2 separate regions of the Drosophila melanogaster genome follow, and region 1 is linked to region 2. A link is a contact called in public Hi-C data. All regions are on one chromosome and are shown on one strand. The core of a region is the stretch at or near the end of the contact, and the rest is flanking DNA. Distances in the headings are between cores, read along the strand shown. Region 1 holds the start of RpS26 (Ribosomal protein S26). Region 2 holds the start of CG5674.

Region 1 (4,470 bases), core at 1,559-4,058, 480 kb before region 2:
GCATAGCTGGTTTGTTTCCCAAGGATAATCCACGGAATACCCGCTTCTCCATTAACTTTTTCACCTCGATTGGTTTGGGTGGTCTCACCGACGATTTGAGAAGATTCCTAAAAAACGCCCCCAAATCTGTGCCCGCAATAAATGCTGAAATTCTGGCCAATGCCGGGGGGAATCCTTTCAGAGATGGCTCTGCACCCGCTGGAAACACCAAGGTGGCCCCATCTTCGTCCTCCTCGTCATCGTCGTCTTCGGACACGGACAGCGAAGACTCCAGTGAAGAGGACAGCAGTTCCGACTCTTCTAGTGAATCTTCAAGCTCCGATTCTAGCTCGGAACCCAAAAAGAAACGCAAACGCAAGGACAAGGATAAAAAGAAATCTAAGAAAGCGACTAAAGAGAAGTCGAAAAAGACCAAGAACAAAAAGAAGAAGAAGAAGGCGGAAAAGGAACAAGAAAAAGAAAAAGAGAAGCAAAGAAAGAGCAAAAAGGAAAAGGAGAAGGATAAAAAGCGTAAGAAGGAGGAAAAGAAGGCTGCCAAGAAGAAATCAAAGCACAGAAGAAAAAGTCAAGAGAGCTCGGATTCCAGTGGCAGCGAAGACAGCGATAAGTCCACCTCCGAATCATCCGACTCATCGAATTCTTCCAGCGATGAAAGTGACGCTGAGCCTCAGGCGAAGATCAAGCGCCAGGAGCATGTCGAAAAAAATAAGTTCCGAGGAAGGACCCAAGATAGTGATGAGTTTAATTTGGAAGGTCCTGGATCCAAAAATCGCTTTCAGCCGAATGGAAATGGCCAGAGGCGCAGAGATAACTCAACTGGCAGAGAACGAAACCGGGAGAATTCTTCGTACGACAGAGAAAGAAACAGGGGAAATTCTTCGTACGATAGAGAACGAAAGCGGGGGAATTCTTCATACGACAGAGAAAGAAACCGAGAGAGTTCATACGATAAAGAACGGAAGAACCGAAATGCAGTTGCCCACGATAGACAACGAAAACGGGATCGATCACGATCTTATGAAAGACCAACAATAAGAGAGAACTCCGCTCCTCGCGAAAAGCGGATGGAGAGTAGTCGCAGTGAAAAAGACAGTCGTCGTGGTGACCGTTCCTCCAGAAACGAGAGATCAGATCGTGGAGAGAGATCGGACCGCGGAGAAAGATCAGACCGTGGAGAGAGATCAGACCGTGGAGAGAGATCAGATCGTGGAGAGAGATCAGATCGTGGAGAGAGGTCAGATCGCGAAAAGGAACGCAGTCGTGCCAAGGAGCGGGAACGGGATAGGGATCGTGATCTGAAGGGACAACGGGAGCGTAAAAGAGAGCGTGACGATGGATCCCGTGATCGTTCGCGAAGGGAGCGCAGCTCACGCCGTTCCAAGGGACGCAGCTGAATCTGGAGACTGGACAACGTGACGTGACCAACAAAGGCAGATGAATATTTGTGTTAAATATTTTACTTTTACACATGTACAAAGCAAAACCCACTAAACCGATAAAACAAAAATAAATGTACAAATGCAAATTTCAACCAATTGTGTAACTTTTTGTACAACGGAGATACTTATAGATAGGCAGCTAATATCCATTAGATAACTTACAACTAACAATTGCTAAACATTTAAATGAAGGGTAAAAAAAAGTTTTCAAACTACATAAATTTAAAATTCTATTAAAATAAAAAAAAAAAATTGTGGGCGTGACAGCAATTTGCGGATTGTGGGGGTCAAAATGTGTGTACTGCCAATAGATTTTTGGCATTTGATGGAATTGGTAATTTATAAAATGAAAATTAATTAAAACCTCTTTCAAAACTGTTAGAATAACTGATTTGGGATGTTTGTGGGACATCTTCCAAAAAAATTTCCGTTTTTATAATAAGTATGCTTAATTTTAAACTTCTAGCTTGTAATAATTCTTGATTTCACTTCGTTCATACGAACAGACGGACGAACATTACCAGATTATATACTATATAAGGTCTTTAACACTTATAAATATTTATCATTTATAATAATGAATATATTATAATTCCATTTTTATTTTCACCGATACAAAAAATATTTATTTACTGACTTATTCGTTTTAAATTTTTTAAAAAAATCTAAAATTTGATGCTTAATTAAAAAAAATAACTTTAAAAAATTCAATTTAGGCTTTGCTTGCGCCTATTATTAATTTTTTTTCTTGTTGAAATTTTATACAAATTTTCTTAAAAAGCTGTAGTCTAAATTATACGTTTTTGAAGTTGTCTGGAATTTTTTGAACGGAAGATTATTTATTGTTATACCAAATTTAGTAATGTAATTTACAAGTAAATTTCTAAAACAAATTTAAAATCGTAAGATTGCTATAAAAATACGGGTAATTTCAGGAATATCGAAGGATATATTATATTTAGTACATTAAATTAAGCAATTTATAGTTATGTTATTCATCTCTTTTTTAAAGAAATGTCCCGCTAAAAACAATTTTACTTCGATGTGGAACCTGGCCACACCATGTTGCGTTGCCAACTTCTAATCAGATTAAAGCTGTATCTAGCTAATAAGATATGGATATATAGCTAAATGTGTAACCTTTATCGTTTTTACTAATATTCTTCAGGTGACATTTTTTAGTGTAAGCAGTTCGAATTTCCAATATATTAAAAGAGTCTGATAGATTAAAAAGGAAAGCAAAGAACTTGGAATACCAAACCAGTTTTAGCGGGTAAAAATGTCAGCCCTGGTTGCCAAACACGCTAGTCGCTCTGGCTAGGTATTTTTTAGGCCGTTTATCCGAGTTTCGCCGGGTGCGTCCACACTATTTTCTTTCTTTTCGTTTCCCGAAACGTGAACACACGCGGATTTCGCTGGGCGGATTTTGAAATTGATAAATAAGGTAATTATGGCAGCCATCCGCTGAGCAAAGGCAGTGCTAAATGCTAATGGCCGTGCAAACTGTTTCCCCCACTGACAAGCAGCCGCCAAGATGACCAAGAAGCGCCGTAACGGAGGACGCAACAAGCACAATCGCGGCCATGTGAAGCCCGTGCGCTGCACCAACTGCGCCCGCTGCGTGCCCAAGGACAAGGCAATCAAGAAGTTCGTCATCCGCAACATCGTGGAGGCTGCCGCCGTGCGCGACATCACGGAGGCCAGCATCTGGGACTCGTACGTGCTGCCCAAGCTCTATGCGAAGCTCCACTACTGCGTGTCCTGCGCAATCCACTCCAAGGTGGTGCGCAACCGTTCGCGCGAGGCCCGCCGCATCCGCACGCCGCCACTGCGTTCCTTCCCCAAGGACATGGCCCGCAACAACCAGAACAGGAAGTAGAGGTCTCGTCCAGCCGGAGGAGAGGAGCACTGGGTGCACCACCTGACATCTCCATATGGAGTCTACCAATCTAGCCGGACTCGCGCCCCAGTGCGTTCCGCTCTGGCGTCGAGGAATCGCCAAGATAAGCAGACGAAATATATGCATCCAGTTCTTTTTTAATTTCAAATAAACAGCGTGCTTCATTGGGAAACAGCTACTACCTACAAACAAGTAACTACATCCACTAATGTCACCGGGCCCTTCTAATGTGGAACCATCTTGGTTTCAAATCTACAGTGTATTTAGTGTGTTGTCCCTACCAATTTATTTGAGAAACAGTGATTGTAAGAAGACACCGGGTCAGTAGACCCTCCATCAAGCAGCTTTCCGTCTACATATAGAGTCCGGCTTTTTGGCGGGCTCTCCCAAACAACCGTGCTTTTGATAAGGAATGATCCGAAGGTAGATAAGGCTAGTATACTCCAATCACCTACACTTGCTAGCCCAATTAATCACTGGTAAATTAGTTTGGGAAGGTGATTTACTTGGCTGAATGGTCAGTGACATTAAATGTTGAGTAAAGCCCCTTTGGAAGAATATTTGTGAATTACAAACTTAGTTAACCATCTGCATTTGCAATGATGCATTCATAAAGATCTTATTGTACGTAAATATATTATCCAATTGGGTAAGAGCAGATTAATATTGCATGTGCATAGCGAAGAATAATTATTCCTTAGCACTGGTTCTTATTTTTCAAATGTTAAAAATGCTCGAGGACTTGATAAGTAAGTAAATAGTAAGTACAGTAATAAAATAAACAGTTAATACTGTTTTAGTTGTTCATATACCAAAGTTAATGGAGAAAACTGCTATTGGGTGAAAGTTTTCTTTCTAACTAAGAATATCTTTTATAAGGAAATCGTTGATATGCAAGCTATGTATTTGTATGAAACATGACCGTGTAATTCACAGAAGGTGTTCTGTCATTACTTAATAATGTGGTTTTTTAATACTTCAGTGGTAATAACTTATACCTACTCATACGTAGTAGACTTCCATCATCGACGATTCCATCTGTTTCCTGTTCGTGTTCCTGCGATTAAGTCGTGTGTGATATCTCATTTCCGGGCTCCATCTGCTTAAAATCCAGGAGTCAGGAGGCGGAGG
Region 2 (4,190 bases), core at 432-2,931:
TGAACCAGTTTTGTTCAGCGGACGTCTTAAGCAATCGTTGGTCACCTCTTGGATTATCTCTATCCATACCAACTAGCGGTCAACTGCAGGACTACTACGCTGCATTGGAGAAACTTCCTGACACAGATGAGCCCAGTATGTATGGTTTGGCCAATCAGGCACAACAGCAACGCGAAATTGAACAGGCCAAAAGAGTGATAAAGGAACTCAGGGGATTGCATTACGGAAGAGGCTTGGCTAAGGATTCTGGAGGAGCAGGAGAGTCTAAGGGAAACGATCAGCTCACTGGTCGTCAGAAGCTGGAACAGCAAATTAAACCCCTACTGAATCTATGGAGAAAGTTGGCGGCTTCGTGTACCATAATCCAGACTATGAAGGAGGCAAAAACTGATGTGGGTGAATCTCCCTGGGCACTTTTTGTGCTGGCTGAACTGAAACTAGGGGCGGATCTCTACGGCATAGTTCACCAGACTTTGTCGCAGATGCATGCCTGGCTTAAGGAGTCGCAGGAGGTGGATGGCAGCACTCTGAGAACTCTGGCAGAACAGCAGGTAAGAAACTGGGGTACAGTAACGTAACTTGAAAATGCATAATAAACTGAAATTCATAGATTCCTGCCAGTTGGCTTAAACTATGGCCTGGACCTGGCAGCAACAGTGCCGTGGACTTTTTAAGAGCCCTAATCGTTCGAGCCCAGGCTGCCGAACTTCGATTCCGGGAGCAAATGCATCTGGATTTTGTAGAGGATATCAATTTCGTCCAGGTGTTTAACTGTGAGAACCTGTTGTCCTGTTTAAAGCTGCTGCAGTCTCGAAAACTGGCAGTTTCCACCGAACGCCTGGAGTTGCAAACTTGCGGCTCCTCAAACTTGGAAAGTGATTCTTCGGACATAATACTCAAGCTGGCGCCGCTAAAGGTGAGTAAGAATTAGTATCTTTAACCGATAATGTTTTGACATCAAGTTGTGAAATCAAATTCAGCAAGCCACTTACTCATGATTCAAGGGGTTATGTCTTCTATGTCTTCTTCTTTAGCGACTAAGAATATATTTCGAAGCCATAAAAGGAAATTTAACTAATCGCAGGATAATCAGCCAAGAAATTGCCATAACTATAATATTCGCGGTAGATGGCGCATTGGTTAAGTTGGGGATAACCATTAAATATCATAAGCCCTCGAGAAGCGTTACAGTAAATACAATAAACATTGAGAAATAATTTTGGGATACATTTTGCCAGGTTGCTATATCAGATACAATTGGATGCACACGTAGTAGTAGTAACAGTAACAATACTCTGTTACGGATTACCTGGATAGTAGATATGCATACATCCATAGTCCAAATTGATTCCCCCAATCCAAAATCCCAAAAGATACTTATTTATCTTTTGGGACGAAGACTGATGACATCTTCTCTCCCTCTTGCCCGTTTGCTTCTTGTCTTTGTTCCTCACCTTCCCCATTTTGGCCATAAAATGTGTCTCCATCGCCGTCTCCATTCTGGCCGTTTCCATAGCTTCCGTATCCGTAATCCTGCGCCTCCTGTTTTCGGTGCGCCGCCGCCGTTCAATGCATCGAAATTAAGCTTGAAATGTGCACTGGATGCCCGTTCTTTTCAGTTTTCTCACGCCGCTTTTTTTGTTTTCATTTGATTGACATTCCGGTACAAGAGGGGGAATTAGAGATGGCACCTTGTCCGATGCCTATCGATAAGCAGTTCTGAGCACAAACTTACATTTTACTTTCCCTTCTCGTTTGTATATCTACGTATTCGATGCCAATCGATAATCGGTTTGGAAGCTGACTATGGGGAGTGCATCCGCTATGCCCTGATGGGTGTACCTGCTAGAACTAACACTGTAAAAAAACAAATAACTATTTTTTTGTATATACATTTTAGGACTTGGAGAATAAACTTTGCAAATCATCTACCCGCTTTTCGCCTTTTTTTTTGTTTTTAGCAATTGTGAATATATGTAATGTGGAATATATCTAAGTATTTCATTAGTAACTAAACTTGGCACTATTCATTTTCCATTACAGATTGATGGCGCCCAGAGTGGAATGGGAAAATCGAACCCCTTCTACATCAAGTACAAAATAAAAGACGAAGTACAAAATGTCAGTCATACGACTACTAGTTCCTCAAAATACGGCAAAAATTCGCTATATTCCACGCAAAATGCTGAATCGAAGCCCAAACTCCCATTATATTCTCGGAGCAGTCGCGACAAATTGATTTGCCACCTAAATGTTGATATTGTGACCGGAACTGCGGAACAAATTCTCTTGGCCGGAACAGCGCTAATAGTCGAAGATTATTAAACACCACTCAATATTATTTTATACCAATATATTTCAAATATATATGTAGAGAAGCGAAGAATGTGTTGGACTGACACTTGAATAGCAATTCACCTTCGCAAATATTAAATAAAAACCAAACGAAACTCTTTTAACATTAGTTTCCTACCCTTGACACGCTGTCATTTGGGTCCCAACTAATTCTAAGTAAATATTTAAACAACTAACAATTAGGCAGCCAAAGGCAAACATAAAAATGGGCCATTAAACATTTAAGGCGAGGACTTAGACTCTGAAGAGCTAATTGATTTCCATATGTCTCAGTGTCTGTGTTTATTCGGGGATGCCCCTAAAAATTAATTTGCCACCGCCGAAGGGATTTTATTGCGTCCTGTGTCCCTCATAATCTGCTCATATTAAACTAATTGCCGTAAATTTCAACAACAAACTGCCATAAATGTCGGGCATACTTTTAGTTGCCAAGACATCCCCGACATCCCCCAGGCCCAAAACCATTTTACCGTCAAAAACTTGTCTTAACTTTAATTAAGTGGCATTATGTTCAATTAGGCAAAAGTTTCCAATATGCAAATTAACACAATTTGAGTGTAAAGTGCCTCCCGGTACCGAGAAGGGGGCGTGGCAGCCGGCTTCTGTGGCATATAAATTGCCCTCCGCACAAATCACAGTGCCTCGTATCGGTGGGCGTGGCAGTTTGTTAACACATTTTGCAAATTTAGCTATGCAGACTTCTCAGATTTTGTTGTACGCCTTTCCCAACTTGTTGTGCTGTCGGCTATTGAGAATAAATAATTTATTACGCTTCAAATGGAAATTTAGTTGCGGATTAAGGAATTAGGCAGCGCGATAAGGCTGAAAAGGTAATTGAGTAAGGATATAAAGTGAATGTGTATATCAAAAGATACATAAACTCCGCTCCGAACTTCAAATCCAATTAGCTACAAGGAAGAACAGTTTAAAGACCTCCTTCTTATGCATTTAGGCTACATAAAGATCAATTTCCAAAATATTCCCAAGCCGCAACCACATTAATGAGGCCCTTAAACTATTTCACCCGCCGCAATGCTGGATTACCAACTTAACCAAATAGTTCATCGCATTTAATGTTAAAAGCTTGTGGTTTTGGTTGATTCCAATTCGCATTGAATAATCCCCACAAAGTTGCAGCTTAATTATGTGCCCGCCCCAAAATCCCCAAAAACTTGCATTGCCGATTAAATTTTGAATGTCTAATTTGCAGTTGATGGGCAGGCGAATCCGTACTTTACACTCAAATGCACAAATTGATATCCTCCTTTGGCTTCTTCAGTGTTTAGTGTTTGACAAATGTCGGGGCCAAGCGGCCACATCCTTGTAATCCTTGCCAGCCTACAAGCAACGGCGTCGCCATCTAATTGCAGCCGCCTTCAATGAGCTGGGATTAGAAATTAATTAAAGTATAAGGCTAATGTGACATCTGCATGTGTTTGCCGCCCATTTCCTGGTACATACACACGAATATGTCCCCACATCTGCCATAAATGTAAGCCCACCAAATGTGATTAATCAGTTTGCACTCATGCCGCACTTTTGACTTTGCAGCTGGGCTTTGCCCTTTGTCAGTGAGTCTTCTTTGACTTTGGCTCCTCTTCCGGACCCGGGATGCCATTTAAATGGCAATTCCCCTTTACCATTCACTTGAATACCACTTACTCCATTTATTGGGTGCTCCTTTGAGGAGCTTACTTGATTTTATGACTATTTGGAAACAAAACTGGTCAATGAGACAGAAATGGAAATTATAAGAAGTAGTATGCTATTTTTGAATACATGTATTGATAAATCTGTTGGTTTTGGTACATTTTGCATGTGTCCAGATTTTATTT

The links. A called contact is a pair of places that touch in the nucleus more often than the background predicts.
Region 1: a contact with region 2 is called in a Hi-C map of the Kc167 cell line, with 4 times the contacts expected there. A contact is called at or near these places in 8 of 107 Hi-C or Micro-C datasets (the D17-c3 cell line, the Kc167 cell line, the ML-DmBG3-c2 cell line and 3 more).

What each region holds. Positions count from the first base shown.
Region 1 is chr2L:18,441,566-18,446,035 of dm6, reverse strand. It overlaps RpS26 (Ribosomal protein S26), which reads left to right and starts at 2,808. Exons shown (of 2, transcript NM_001299113.1): 1 at 2,808-2,883; 2 at 2,966-4,470. The coding sequence starts at 2,974. The coding sequence ends at 3,318. It overlaps ncm (nucampholin), which reads left to right. Exons shown (of 3, transcript NM_136033.3): 3 at 1-1,529. The coding sequence ends at 1,394.
Region 2 is chr2L:17,960,870-17,965,059 of dm6, reverse strand. It overlaps CG5674, which reads right to left and starts at 1,681. Exons shown (of 2, transcript NM_165233.3): 1 at 1,455-1,681. The coding sequence starts at 1,514. It overlaps btv (beethoven), which reads left to right. Exons shown (of 25, transcript NM_001042904.4): 23 at 1-551; 24 at 611-916; 25 at 2,044-2,435. The coding sequence ends at 2,325.